Linked DNA regions of Macaca mulatta: region 1 is linked to region 2. Evidence: chromatin contacts called from public Hi-C data. All regions are on one chromosome and are shown on one strand. Each heading gives the region's core, a stretch centred on a gene start, on an enhancer-like site or on the middle of the called end of the contact. The rest is flanking DNA. Distances are from core to core; before and after follow the strand shown. Region 1 overlaps TOX2 (TOX high mobility group box family member 2). Region 2 holds the start of TOX2 (TOX high mobility group box family member 2).

Evidence for each region. Hi-C and Micro-C count contacts between places; a contact is called where the count stands out from the background.
Region 1: a Hi-C map of CD4 T cells shows a contact between it and region 2, with 2.2 times the contacts expected there. The contact joins the enhancer-like site here to the promoter of TOX2 in region 2.

Annotation. Positions count from the first base shown.
Region 1 is chr10:96,911,431-96,914,130 of T2T-MMU8v2.0, reverse strand. TOX2 (TOX high mobility group box family member 2) reads right to left here. Exons shown (of 9, transcript XM_028828435.2): 9 at 2,521-2,700. Among named protein-coding and RNA genes, the nearest start is that of JPH2, 120 kb to the left of the region's middle. Within about 2 kb of position 1,335, at least 9 of the 40 cell types and tissues checked have an H3K27ac peak or open chromatin away from gene starts, as enhancers often do. A contact at or near this core is called in CD4 T cells, where this site is marked.
Region 2 is chr10:96,753,190-96,755,889 of T2T-MMU8v2.0, reverse strand. TOX2 (TOX high mobility group box family member 2) reads right to left here and starts at 1,410. Exons shown (of 9, transcript XM_028828435.2): 1 at 1,229-1,410. The coding sequence starts at 1,327.

The DNA.
Region 1 (2,700 bases), core at 86-2,585, 160 kb before region 2:
TCCTTCCGGGGTGGTCAGGGGACAGTCTCAGCCTCAGCCCAGGTTGTGCCTCCTGCTTGGACCGAGATGCGTTTGTAGGGGGAGGTGTGAGATGGAGAAACCTGAGGAAGGCGCTTGGCTCTGGGAAGGGCGAGTGGGGTTGGTCCCTGGGCCAGCTCTGTGGGCAGTGGGGGCAGGCTGCAAGCAGGAGGTAAAGGTGTTCACAATGTTGGGGCCACGGCTCTAGGGTATGGCAATAACTTGAAGCCTCAAGGTGTGAGGGACCCCGACCGCAGACTGGCCCTGGCAGGTGGAGGATGCTGCAGGGAGAACCTGGCCCACGACGAGGCTGGGGGACCCAGGGCTGGCAGCTTTGGGAGCACAGGGATGGGGAGTGGGAGAGCCCATGGCAGAGACCCCAGTGCTTTCACAGCAGGTGTGACCCTGGGCTCTTGGAGGCTCTGTGGGTCGTGGCCACTGTCACTGCAGGATGGAGTCGTAAAACATGCAGCAGACGCTGCCTCCTAGGAAGGAGGGAAGCCCCAGGAGTGGGTGGTTGTTCCAGGGCTGAAAGTCTTGTAGTCGCAGGTGAGGCCAGAGCCAGAGACATTTGGAGCAATACTGATGTGGCCCCACTTGGACCATGGGCATAGCCAGTATGGTAGGCGGCTGTCTTAGAAACATACAGGCCTGGGTGGGGATTCTGGTTCAAGCAATTTCCTGAGTGGGTACTCTCAGAAGGGACTTACATCCTCAGCAGGGCGGGCTGGGAGGAAGCAGCTTAGCAAGGATGGTGTTGCTGCTGGAGGCGGCTTCAGGCTGCTCCCAGGGACTGGGGTTGTGAATGGGACCACAGAGTTGGCATCTCCATTATTTGGTCATTAGCTGTGGCAGCTCGAGGGGGTAACGACTGGGATGGCACTCAGGACCTGGGGATGGGCTCTGGCAACAGAAGAGCCCGGGGAGAGGGGGAACCACTACAGTGCCAACCACTGTAGTCGGCGCTACAGACTGAAGGATTGTGTCCTCCCAGAATTTGATTGTTGGAATCCTAACCCTCAATGGGCCAGCATTTGGGGGCAGGGCCTTTGGAAGGTGACTGAGTGGAGCCCTCAGGATTCGGGTGAGTGCTGTTAAATTCTAGAGAGTGCCCTCCCCTCCCACCCTGCCGGACACAGAGAGAGGATGGATGTTTACGCACCAGCAAGTGAACCCTCACCCGACGCCGAAGCTGCCAGGGCCTTGATCTTAGACCTCCCAGCCTCCGCAAATGTGAGCAGTAAGTTTGTGTTGCTGTGAGCCACCTGGCCCATGGCGCTCTGTTATGGCAGCTGGGATGGACTAAGACAGTTGCTGTCCACCCCATGGCCCTGAAATCAGCCTTTAGGCTCTATTTCCACTCTCTGGGGCCCCAGAACGCACCCATGCGACAGTCCCTGGTATCTGCAGGCAGGGTGCTTAGGTTCTGCTCGAGGCCTCTGTGTGTCCCGTGCAGCCCAGAGGCTGGTTGGCGTGTGGACGCTTGGAGAAGACTCCTGAGCTCCTGGTGCAGCTGTGAGGGATGGCAGCAGGCCTCTGCCTCAGCACCACTTTACAAGGAGGGCCTTGTACTCTTGTCATTGTGGGCTGTCTGCGTGGATCCCAGTGATGCTGTTTTCACAAACGTGGAAGCAAGAGTTGAATATTAAACTGTCTAAGCCGTCATGTTACTGACAAGCTCCACATAGAAAAGGAAATTGTAACCACATGAAATATTTATGCCGCACGTTGCGGTGCTGCTGCTGACGGGATGGCAGGTGGCTGGTTTGTTTGGGGTTTTCTTTTTTATTTTTCCAAAGTGGATTACAAAATGCCCTCCAGTGGGGAAACTGCACCCCACTCCTGGGCCGTCATCTGGAAGGAGGGGTTTACCGTGATTGGAGAGTGAGAGGCTGGGAGAGCTGTCCTGAGGGTGTAGCCCGCTCTCTCTGAGTCCCGAGCCTGGCTGGGAGCAGCGGCACCTGCCCCCACCTCAAAATGGCTGCAATGCAGGGTGCAAGCGTTGCAGCTTTCCACCAGGCAATTGGTATTTTTCCAGATGTAGTTAAAGCAGTCAGGTATTATTTGCCTTTTATTGTTGTTGTTAGTATCACCATCTAATATCTGCTGGGAAACCTGGTTTAAAGAATCCCGTCTAGGATGCTTCCTACACTCCGGTTTGAAGAACCCCTTGGCCTCCTCCCTGGGTTCCCACCGCTCACTTCCACAAGCCTGGGAGGCCCCATCCTCCAGAGGAAGGGCTCGCCACTGTCACCAGCCGATGCAAGTTCCTGTGTGGCGGCACTCTTGCCCACACCCCTTTTCATCATCACAAGAGCCCTACGGGTCTGAACCACCGTGACCCCCTTAGAGGGCAAGACTGAGGTCAGGGTGCTCCCATCACCCACACAAACCCACACGGGCTGGTAAAGGTCAGGCAAGACTTTGACTTGAGTCCATCTGGCCCGAGGGGCTCTAGGGGGTTCAACCCTGACTCACCAAGGACAAGGAGACACAGACTTGTTTTCAGCTTTTCAGAAGTTTTATTATAAAGAGATTTGAGAGAAGCACTGGGCACCAAGACAGACACTCGCCAGGGCCAGGAAACAGCTGCAAACGACGTCAAGAACCCAAACCCAAACCAAACCCCAAAACCACGCACACGGTAGGATAAGCTGCAACTTTGTTCTCAACGTTTCTCCA
Region 2 (2,700 bases), core at 161-2,660:
GCGCACTCACCCCGCATCGCCACGGAGCCCGCGCGTCTGCTCTGGGGCCACGGGAAACCCACGCGCGCTGTTCAATCCGGGCTCCGAGTGACGAAAAGCCGCGCTTGGCTCCAGCCGGCCCGGGACCCACGCACCTACTGGCGGACGCGCGGACAGTGTGGCTTCCTAACTAAGTTTGAAAGTTCCCTCCCCGGCGACCGAAGGGGACGCGGACTGCACAGAGGCACCCAGCCCATCCGGGCTGGGCCAGGCGGGGCAGTGGGACCTGACGCCTCGGGTTCGGGGTTCCAGGCACGCAAGCCTCCATCGCTGGGAACGCGCCCGGCGCAGCGCAGCGGGGACCTGGCTCGGGTAGGGGGAGGAGATCCTGGAAACATGGAGGAGGGAGGGTGTCCCGCACTACAGCCCCAGCCTGGAGGGACGCCGGCTCACCGTTCCCGGGAGGGGACAGGCCTCGATTGGCCGCCGCCTACTCGGAATCCGAGGCCCCGCCGGGCAGTGACTGCCAATTAGTAAACTGCCCAATTAGTGTGCAGCGGCGCTGAGAAGTTAAACCTCGACGCGCGACTGTGGATGACCGAGGTGTGGCCGTCCCTGGGTGTGACCGCGTGTGACTGTGTGGCCATCAGGACCATCTGTGTCTGAGGCTCACCGTCCAGCGGGGTGGCTGTGTGTGACAGCGTGCGCCTGGGTGAGGCGTTGTGGCTGCGAGCGTGTGACTGTCGAGCGACTTCTTTGTGTGACTGTCCCCCGTTGTGCCTGAGTGTGACAGCGGGTGAGGGCATGTCACGGTGTGTGGGGCATCGGAGCGTCTGTGGGTGACTCATCTGTGGCGGTAAGACTGTTTGCGGGTGAGTGGTTGGGTGTCGTTGTGTATAAGTGACTGTCAGGGTGACTTGCGTGGGACGGCGGGACCGTGTGAGCATTGCCTGGCGACTGCGTGTGGCCGTGGGCCACTGTGTCAGCTTGTGAATGACTGCGAGGCTGTCAGTGGGACGTGAGTGAGGGGCCACTGTGTCGTCGCACGGGTGGCTGTCGGGATGACTTCTGCCAGCGATCCCAACAACTCAGGGCGTGAGCTTGGCCGCGAGGGGATCGATGTGAGCCGCCCGTGCCCGTCGGCGGGGCTGATGTGCGCGGCCCCGTGGGACCCCTAGAGCGCCCAAGTCCCGAGCTGCCAGGTGACTCCGGCCCCGCCCGCCGGGGACCCCCGCCCGCCCCCGCCTACCTTGCCGCCGTGGTAATAGTCCAGGTGCGCCAGGCCGGCCGGCTCGGCCCCGGTCCGCGCGCCCACCGCGGGCGCCGAGGGGTACAGGCGGACGTCCATGGCGGGCGCGGCGGCGGCGGCGGCGGCTCCCGCGGGCAGTGCCTGGGCGGGCGGCGGGTGGGAGCCAGTGTGCGAGCGGGACTGCGAGCGCGGGGGGCGGGCCGGGGGCGGTGCCCGGAGGACCGCCCCGCCCCCGCCCCCGCCCCCGCCCCCGCCCCGCCCGCGCGCGCTATTGTTCCGGCCTCGGGCGCTGCCTAGGGCCGGGGGCCCGGGGGCCCCGGGGCGCAGGCCGGGGCGGGGAGGTCCGTCCTACGGGCTGGGTCGCCGCTGGGTCCCCCGCCCGGCCCTGCATCCCTGAGTGGGCGCCCCTGTCCAGACGGCGCTTTTTCGTCCCGCCCTTCGCCACCCACGGTGAGGAGAGAGAGAAGCCCGAACGACACCCCTCCCCAGAAGTGGGACACTCCCTTGCCCTAAATATTTGAGGCGGCGCTAGCCCCCGCCCCGCGGCGTGGGTGCCGGGGGAGAAGAGGAAGGTGGTGACAGGACCACTTTAGAGATGGGTGCTGCCTTCCCCGGGGGACGCGAGCCAGCGCTGGAGGATGCTCTTAGGATGCCCGCCCCCTCCTCATCTCACTGATCTGAGTCAGTTTGAGAGCCACCCGCCCCCCCCCGGAAATTGCCGCGCTTAAACTCTCACTCACATATGGGGAAACTGAGTCAAAGACTTGCAGCACCAGTAATGGAGCTCCAGGAGGGTGGGCTCCATTGCTCCCAAAGGATCCAGAACTGAAACCACTTGGAGAAGGCAGAAGGACCCCACCCCTTTTAATGATAGGGAGGGGAGGGCCGTAGTAATGCCTAGAGCCGGAAGCTCTGAAGAGGGGTCTAGGATTTGCCTGCAGTCACGGTCTCTTGGAGTGAGGAAAGGAAGAAAATGAGATTGGAATGGGATGACTGTGATGGTGGGTCAGAAAGATGACTGTGAAACGGGGATCCTCCCCAACCAAAAAAAAAACCCTCTAGTTCTTGATATCACTTGCTGGTTGCTAGACTGTTGCACCCCATCCCCCTTTTCATGCAAGAATTGTCTACACTAGCAATCTCCACTAGCAATCTCACTGCTCACTGACTGCTCCAGGTATGTCTGACTGGGAGAGGCCAGGAAACAGAAGTCAGCCAGAATGGCATTCTTGTGTGGCATCAGGATATAGGATGCCACTGGGAGAAAAGGACTTGAGCTTCCTGCCCACTCAGGAGCTAGCTTAGAACTTAGTTCTCAACTGCTGCTTGGGCTTTGTTGGTCCTGGCCTAGAACTAGGACCATAAGAAAGATGCATTAACAAAAGATAGGTGTGGGAAACAGACATTCACTGAAGGCTTGGGAACAACAGAGAGAAATTATAGCTCAGAAAGGAAAGAACTTCCAAATAAAT